Regions from separate parts of the Hordeum vulgare genome. Here region 1 is linked to region 2. A link is a contact called in public Hi-C data. All regions are on one chromosome and are shown on one strand. Each heading gives the region's core, a stretch centred on a gene start, on an enhancer-like site or on the middle of the called end of the contact. The rest is flanking DNA. Distances are from core to core; before and after follow the strand shown.

The links. Hi-C and Micro-C count contacts between places; a contact is called where the count stands out from the background.
Region 1: a Hi-C map of leaf shows a contact between it and region 2, with 6 times the contacts expected there. The contact joins two enhancer-like sites. A contact is called at or near these places in 2 of 6 Hi-C or Micro-C datasets (leaf and seedling) and 1 of 1 datasets of contacts at active chromatin or transcription factors (embryo).

The regions. Positions count from the first base shown.
Region 1 is chr3H:252,455,932-252,460,690 of MorexV3_pseudomolecules_assembly, forward strand. No RefSeq gene overlaps it. Among protein-coding and RNA genes, the nearest start is that of LOC123443621, 480 kb to the left of the region's middle. Within about 2 kb of position 1,725, at least 3 of the 3 cell types and tissues checked have open chromatin away from gene starts, as enhancers often do. A contact at or near this core is called in leaf and seedling, where this site is marked.
Region 2 is chr3H:252,034,761-252,039,307 of MorexV3_pseudomolecules_assembly, forward strand. It overlaps LOC123443621 (nicotinamide adenine dinucleotide transporter 2, mitochondrial-like), which reads left to right. Exons shown (of 9, transcript XM_045120094.1): 9 at 611-1,036. The coding sequence ends at 832. Among protein-coding and RNA genes, the nearest start is that of LOC123443621, 56 kb to the left of the region's middle. Within about 2 kb of position 2,086, at least 3 of the 3 cell types and tissues checked have open chromatin away from gene starts, as enhancers often do. A contact at or near this core is called in leaf and seedling, where this site is marked.

The DNA of each region.
Region 1 (4,759 bases), core at 475-2,974, 420 kb after region 2:
CGAATAATTTTACACTCTGTAGAGGTTGCACACGTTACCCACAAGACTCAGGAAACTTTCGTGTCAAGACATGAGTAACGGTATTTTTCAATCCCGAGGTAAGTATCCGAGCATCACCTTTCCCATGATGATACTAGCAAAGATACCACTCGTTTGTGACAATCCCTCGTGATGCACATTCATGCGTCATCCACGAGGGCACGCAATGGTGTGCCCGGTGTTTGTGAAAACAACCCATGGTCACCCTTCTCTGGACACGGCCCCGTCTCAAGAGTGACCACGTGATTCCCGCCAATGCGGGCTCTCTACTAGCACCAACCATAGTAATTAACAAAGCCCTGTCACATAAGGGGTATCATTGTTGTACATGTAAGGTTGGAGTAACAGTCGCAACTTAAACCAATCTGATTTCTGAAAAAACTACACACTCGCTAGCCTCGGTACACCACTTCTATCCCAAGTGGCTACTTAGCTCACACCATCTCCCTCGAGCATTAGTGGCACCCGACGGGGTTTTTGTAAACCCTTTGAAATCACTTTCCTTTATCGTCACCATGCATGGTCTCATCCCATTGCGTAGCAACTACTAGCAACCTAACTACTTCCCACCCACACAACCCTCATAGGAAGTTAGGGTCATGCTCAAGTGCAAGTGCCAATGAGGAGTTATCGAAAACAACCAACTTATGGAGTCACTGATTCAAGATGATCTTATGCATTGGAACAAAGTGTTATATATGAGATGCATCAAAATAGTTTCTTACACATGGTCAAAGGGTTGCATGCCTTGCTCAACAATGTGTCTGGGATCTTCACGAGCTTCTAGTCCACTCCGATCACCTCGTCTATCTCGTCAACTATCGCCGGAACACGCACAAGGAGCAACACCACAAGAAGAAAACAAAAGTGCTCTAAAAATAGGAGTTTTATTTTTCTTGGACATCTTTGGTTATAAGAAAAATTATGAATCTTGTTCTAAGAGATTTGGATCACCACAGATTTCCGAACGGTGGAAATGGAGGCATCAGTGGCCCGCAAGAAGTCAATAGAAAATATTATCTTAAAAAATGAGTGGATGCATTTATCTGATAGGGCATGATTTTAGAAAACTTTTTGAATTGGTCTCACTGGATTTGGAGTTGGGATGATTTTCCTACATATTTAATATTTTCGAATAAATGGTGGAAGTTCTATTTATTTGGTCGAACAAAAATAATGTATGAGAAACATGTTCGCCTAGGCTAGAAAAATAGAGCATGATTTTAGAGTCATTTACAAATTGGAATCACTCCATTTGGAGTTGATTTGAGTCCTCTAGGAATTTTGGAAGGTGGAGTTTGAGTAGTTCAAATTCAAATTTGAATTTGAACACTATATATAAGATTTTTGTAAAAATGTGCAATGCTCATATTTTGATAGGTTATAATTTTAGAAATCTATAGGACCTCCAATTATTAAATTTGGAGTCATTATGAATATTTGATGGATATTTGAACCTGTGTGGATAAAAAAAGGAGGGAGAAGGGTTTTATACCACTAGGCTATTTAGCGTCAGGGGCAGGATAAGCAATTGGGCCGACCCAACAGCTTCAATTGCACACATAGGAGGCCATCGAAGGCGCCTTCCAGGAAGAAGCTTTCACCACAAAAATACACAACTCGGTGGGAGGCACGTCCACTTAAAGAGGGGGCCCGGGACTTAGCTACCAACCACCAGGACCCGCTGTCAGATCCACCTCCCACCTCCTGCCAGAGTAGGGGAGAGGCGGGGGAGCTCGACCAAGCACGCGCCGGCACCCGACCTGATGTCTCTAGCCGCCCTTGGCGGCGCTCCGGCCACCGGTAGGCCCGAGGTGGCCTACCACACTCACCTGGGTGGCCGTTGGCCCCGGGGACGGTCGGGGGCGACCTCAGCTTCGGCCATGGCGGAGGATATCGATGGCGGCACTGGGCATGGTGCGAGAGCCATCGAGAGGGGGGAATGGACCACGGGGAGGAGAGTTGGGACTTTGTAGTGGTCCAGCTGAGGGTGAGAGGAGAGGAGGGGCTCGAGGGAGCTCACATTTGAGCGAGGCCGAGGCAGACCATGGCAGCCATCAGAAGGGGGTGCAGAGCCCGGGGCTCCAATGGCTCGGACCAGGGGGGTTCTTGGGAGTAGGAGGAGTGAGAGAGAGTCGAGTGGGGGCTTGGGGCGAGGTAAAATGGAGGGGGCGAGTGAGGGAAGCGCGGGAGATCTGGAGTGCTCTAGGCACGACGAGGACACATAACAGAGGAGCTTTGGAGGCAAGCTGGCGTCGTGGATGGGCGTGGGAGGCCAAGAGGGATTTCCTGGCATACTCGGACATTCTGCCACTGCTGGACATGAGTTAGAGGATGAGGACAAAGTGCAGAGCGCCATTTCTATAGGCTAAAGGTGTGGTGACCATGCCCACTAGTGTCGAGGGCATATTTTGCTCTGCCAAAGCTTGCCTAGAGTGTGAGGCCCATATGGTAAAAGGTGATGGAGGAGTTTGGACCCATATGGGTCTATGTAGGATGGGTTTCATCTGTGGTTAAGTTTACAGCAACAAACTTGGGGCTAGCAAAAAGGGTTTCTACTGGGGGACTTGGGATGACACCATGTCTAGTAGCCTTGGCTATACAATAACTTCAAGACTACGAAGTTTCAGCTTAGGGAGAGGACTGTAGCTAGCACTTGTAGTTCAAGGCAACATTTCTGCCAAAAATCAAGTATTAGAAGGGTTGCTCATATTTTCCACATGAGCATGATATATCTTTGTTGGAAGTGGTGCACTAGCACACTAGAGGTGTTGTGGAAACATTTGGGGGCATTTGCGTGAACATTAATAATGGAAGAGGGGTAAAAGAGGTGCTGCCAAGGTAAAAAGGAGAGGTAAAGAGAGGGAGTTACCCTCTATAATTGATCAAGGGCCATGGCAAAGTTACTAGATGTGGTAGAGGGCTAGCAAAAGCTATGGTAAAATTCTTGGAACAAGGAGAATAACTTAGGGCCACCATTGCTTGTCCTCTAGTTTATGGCAGAAGGTGTTTGACGATGTCTAGGGACACCTAGTGGGATCCAATGCCCATGATATTCAACATAATCCTATGATAATTAAAAATGAGGCTAGACACGAAATTTGATATTTGTTGGAGAAATTTTCCAATGTAGACCTGAAAAACCCTAGAAATGGGCAGAAGTGGCTTTCTGTAGATAAATCCATATAAATTAATTCCCACTGAGTTGAAACTCTTATATATGGAATATATATGTCCACTTAGTTTCCCTAAATTTTCCCAACTATTTTAAAAGAAAGAAAAATATTTTTTCTCCATAAAAGACCATTTGTGGCCTCATAAAAAGGTGATTAAATAAAATAGGAAAGTAAATTTTAAAATAATAATTTTGTGGTTTTGGGAAGTCTTTTTGATAATAGGATTTAAATAAAATATTTGCAGCAAAACATCTTCGCTAATTTGAGGACTTGTAGTACAAACCTCAATTCATGGGTTATTGAAAAGCAAAATTAATTAAATTATTTTTGGTCCAAATATTATTTGGTAAAAATTAGTTTTAGGTCCTACTCACATGGTATGATCATTGGGAAAGGACTTGGGGCCAAGGAGATCAGTCCAGAGAGTATGAGGAAATTTTGTGATATAAAACACTAGCAAACAAGTAAGGAAACAACAATTAGTTCAAACATCATATATCACAGACAAAGTTTTTTTTACCAACCACACAGAAAGTTTTAAAGTGGCTATCTCTAAGGATTGGCACATGAAGAAAGTCATGCTTGTTGAATCCCTTGGCTTTAACCTCATGTCGGTCTTAATGCTTTGTGATCTTGATATGATTGTCATCTTTGGAAAATATAGATGTGTAGTCATCATGGAATCTGACAAATCCAAAGTCTTTGAATGCTTTAGGAGAGGATACTTGTATATTGTTGCCTTCTCTACATCTCCTCGACCAGCCACATGTCTACTAGCAAAAACCTCAGAAGGTTGGCTATGGGATCGGTGACTAGGTCATGCAGGCATGAGGAATCTGCACACACTCGCAAAGAAGGAGCATGTCATTGGCATCGAAACCGTCAAATTCCTCAAGGACCATCTCTGCGGTGATTGTGAGTGTGGAAAAATCACCATATCCAAACACCCCTCGAGGACTATCATGACTACTACTCGTCTGTTTGAATTGCTTCATTTGTATCTATTTGGATCTACTCATTATGCTACTCTAACCAATGCAACATCTCTATATGGCTTTGTCGTCGTTGATGACTATTCTCGTTATACTTGGGTACACTTCATTGCTTACAAAACTGAAGTGCAGGAGGTCTTCAAATGATTTTCCTCAACGGCCTCAACGAACTTCAACGTCAGGATCAAATACATCACGAGTGATAATGGGACATAATTTAAGAATACTGGTCTTGATGATTACCTTGATGAACTTGGTATCACTCACGAATTGTCTTCTCCTTATACTCCTCAACAGAATGGCGTCGTTGAACGCAAGAACGGGACTCTAGTTGAAACGGTGTGGACTATGCTTGAAGAATATCAGACTCCTTGTCGCTTCTGGCATGAGGCAATCAACGTTGCTTGCCACATCATTAATAGGGTATATCTTCACAAATTCCTCAAGAAAACCTCATACGAACTCCTCACTAACAAGGAACCCAATGTAAGTTATTTCTAATTCTTCGGTGCAAGATGCTGGATTAGAGATCCTCACCATAGCGCAAAGTTT
Region 2 (4,547 bases), core at 836-3,335:
CGACCCTCCCTGTTTGATAGTATACTTCCGTCAGCAAAATGCTTATCATTTGCTGTGTACATGCTTCTCCTTCTATGGTAGTACCAGCGCACAGTGTAGTTTGCAACTTCTGCCAGACCTGCTTGTGTCCCCATTATGGAATAGCAAATCATGAGTTCAACAACTGACGAGTTCTTTACTTCTCACTGGGATAACTGAATGGAGCAATTGTTAATGCCTACTAAAAATGAGGAGTCTATTTTCAAATGAAATACATAAACTTATGAAATGAGAGGCTAAAGAAATATTTTATCCATTACAAATGTAAGGTGTATTTTTGGCAAGACAAGGATTTGACCAAGAGTTAGTCTGTTAATATGTGGTTTATGTGTACAAAGTCAGAATCAGGATACTTTGGACAACATATCTAGTGACACCAATTCCATGCCTTAATAAACAAAATAGGCCCTGACATGGATGGAGTATGATATATCTGATCTCCTTTAGGAGTTAAATCAGAGAAAGAAAACAGAGAGATGTGTTTAATTTATCAAGAAATAATCACCTTTTTTTGGCACATCAAAAGGCCCTTTTGTATTATTGTAATTTTCAATCATTGGTTTACACGCAGGTTGTAAGATCTAAGTTGCAAGAACAAGGCCGTGTTCCCCATGGTGCTATACGGTATATAGGTGTAACGGACTGTATAAAGCAAGTGTTACAGAAGGAGGGGATTGCTGGATTCTACCGAGGTTGTGCTACAAATTTGTTGCGAACAACGCCGAACGCTGTCATTACTTTCACTAGTTATGAGATGATCAATCGACTCATGCACAAGCTCCTGCCCTCCTAATTGAAAGGTGGAACTTTATTGCGGTCCCTCCGCCTTATTTTGTCTTTTAGGGCTTGTTAAGTTGTGCCCTCAGCAGAACCCCCCTACTTGGTGTCGTGCTACCTTGTGTGTGTGTATGTGTCTGGATTTGGTCTTATGTTTGTATTCTTGGTATGATGGTTTGCTTTATATATATAAAGCGGGGTGAAAGATTTTCTCGGCAAAGGTGGAACAAACAAATCTTCAATGTGCTTGCAATGCTTAATCATAAGTTCTGGCTGTAATGGTTTGTTATCGTGGTTGCATTGCCATTTGTCCATTATTGAAGAAAAGATATCTGTTAATGACAGATTTTGGTGAAAGTAGACAGATCTAGAGGTTTGTGTTTTGCCGTGACGGAGAAGCCCTATTCATTTAAATTAATTCTGCATAGTTGTTAGGAGCAAATCGTTGTCTACAGAACGTTGGCATGCTTTTAGAAAAGGACTGATAACATCCGATCGCTCTGTTTCTAACTTCAGATCCAAACGATCCCTTCCTTGCTATGATTCCTTCCGTACATTGTTACCAAACCAATTGCTCTTGCTTTTGCATCGTTAATAGGTAAAAAGGCTAAGGTATTTGAAAACATTTAGCACAGATAACTGCCATGACAACGACTCCAAGAAGAGGACGACACCCTTGGGTGTCGCTGCTACCAACAGAAAATGCATGGATTTCGCTCTGGCCAGAGTCTGTGCGATCCCAATCCATTGAAGTACGAATCGGCAAAGAAGTCGGGCATAGGTGTGAACCACGACCATAGGCATGGGAGTGATGCTGGAAGCGTAAGCAAGGAAGCGGCGGACGGGGCACATAGGTGGGTGGCTAGACGGAATGAGAAGCAATGCAGGGTGTGATGGTGGCCGCGGCTCGAGCGAGCCAGGATCTGGAGGGTAGCACAATTTTGGGTCGCCGGCACCGAAACCGAAAGGACGTCGATGGGCCCAAGAAATTAGAAGGGGGCGTAGGTCCCGGAGTACGCCAGAATTAAAGATGTGTCGGGGTGGACGGCCAACCAAAGCACCAGCAGGGTGGGGGTGCGGACGTGCCAGCAAACCAAGGGAGCTGGAAGGAGCATAGCTCCCGGGGCACGTCGGGCCCGAAGCTAGCCCAGTCGATCGTGGACGCAGGAGGGATCATGGTTTCACGTTCCCCAGGCAACACTTGCCCCTGCCGTGGTGGGGTGGTGATGGTGACCACATGCATAGCCAAATCCTGACCGTGCCTCCAAGGTCGCCGTCCAAGGGAGGGCCGATCCGAAGCTCGTGAGCGAGCGTGGGGGAAGAGGAGCCGCACCACAGACGACGCGCGGGGCCGTCGGATGAGCCGCAACGAGCTAGGAAACGTCGCAGCTGGCCGCAGGCGAAGATCCAAATCCCGACAGAGGGAGGGTCACAATCGCATGGGGGCACTCGCATGGGGGCACGAGGAGGAAGCCGTTGGACCAGCCATCGTTCGCGGGACGGGGTGGGGTGCTGGACGCGACGCCACGGGAGGGGCTGGTCGTGACGTGCGTCAAATCTACCATGGGGAAGCTCCCAGGAAGGGGAAAAGGTGCAATGCGTCAGGTCCGCCTTGCCGTCGCCATCCCGGGGTCCGACGCGACTTCGCTAGCCGACCCTCCGACGGCGGCGATGCGGGAGAGGATGGCGTGGAGGTGGCTTGCTGGGCGGTGGCTAGGGTTCCCTCGTGCCGCCCGAGGACGAGGGCCACACGGGGGTCGGGCGGTTAGCGTCAACTCTATTTCACTATCATGGTGAACGTCAAATGATTTTCATTGTGAATAAAAACACCTCAACTAAAATTTGAGTTCTTACTGTATTGAGTGTAAGTTATCAAGCCATATTACCATGCTATTCATAACATAAAAAGTTATCAGTGTGTATTTGAACAAATCACCCCCTTCCTACGCGGTCAAACATATAATGTGTTGTAGTAAGTTATAGTCTATAGTGCATAGATTATCACCCTGCTTACACAAAAGTTAATGGGACCGAGGACGATTTGCGGGTGCGGCGGCGGCGATATTCGATGATTATTTTTATTACGCGTGTGATTTTGTAGTTACTAGAGTCGAACATTGTAATAGAGAAGCAAGATTTTATGTGGCTTCTGAATGGTTTGATGAACCATTAGATGAAATTGTAATGTTACTCACAGACGATGTAGTAGTTATTTCTAATGAATAAAGTTCATGTTTATTTAAAAAAAAGAGTTAATGGGTGTATGTTTTCACACTTTTCTTGACCTCCCCTCCACCTTTAAAAAAAGTTACCATTGTGTTTGGTTGTAAGTTATCATGCTGGCGATGAGTAAATTATCATGCTATTTATACATAAGTTTAGGGGTGGGGGGGTTAAATAAAAAACTTTTTAAACCCTAAGGTCAAAAGTTACCATGTGTCATGCTCGTTCTTCGAGGTGGCACCGTGGATGATGCTATGTTATTCACTACCGAGTCTATAAAACTCCCCCTCCCTCCGGTTTGGAAGTTTTAATAGGTGAAAGGACGTGGATGTCGCCTAGAGGGGGGGGGGTTGAATAGGCGCTTTAAAATAATTACGGTTTAGGCTTGAACAAATGCGGAATAAAATTGACGTTTAATTTGTCAAGCACAAAACCTACAACAACTAGGCTCACCTATGTGCACCAATAACTTATGCTAAGCAAGATAAACAACTAAGTGATAGCAAGATATTATGACAATAAACAATGTGGCTATCACAAAGTAAAGTGCATAAGTAAAGAGTTCGGGTAAGAGATAACCGAGGCACGCAGAGACGATGATGTATCCCGAAGTTCACACCCTTGCGGATGCTAATCTCCGTTGGAGCGGTGTGGAGGCACAATGCTCCCCAAGATGCCACTAAGGCCACCGTAATCTCCTCACGCCCTCGCACAATGCAAGATGCCGTGATTCCACTAAGGGACCCTTGAGGGCAGTCACCGAACACTTACAAATGACAACCCTTGGGGCGGTTACCGGTACCCGTACAAATTGCTCGGGGCAATCTCCACAACCAGTGGCGGAGCCAGGAAAAATTAGGAGCCGGGGCGGGCTACAAGCTAAAAAAAATTGGCGAATCCGAACCAGATATTTCGTTAAGCAACTACAAAACATCTAGAGTGTCGTAAAATCGCAATAGTTACGAAGTGAAACAACCAATATTATATTGTTCATACACTATCAAAAACTGAAATCAAATACGACAACTAATTGAAATAGCACTCATGAAAAAATACTAAATATCCAAATGTTCGATGAAGCACACCAAAAAGGACCCTAGAGGACAAAAGGTCAGAATTAGTAATCTATAGCTGAGTTAGAAAAACTTAATTGAAAGGCACGGAACGTACCAATAAAATGCTAATGATGCCTCGGTAAAATCCCTTTTCGAGCCTTCATAGCCTGAGACCTTCGAGTAATAACATCATCATCGAGTGATTTAAATACTTCACGTTCGGTGTAGCATATCATCAAGTGATTAAACCAATCATCACTAATCGTGATACGCAATTTAGACTTGATAATTTTCATTGCTGAGAAAGCTCTCTCAACAGACGGCGTTGACACACTCAGTAGCAAAGCTAACTCAATGAGTTTGTAAACCAATGGAAAGACCAATTGTTTCTCTGTTTCAACCATTTTTCTAGACAAACTTTCAACATCTTTGCAAGTAGAAAATGCAACATGG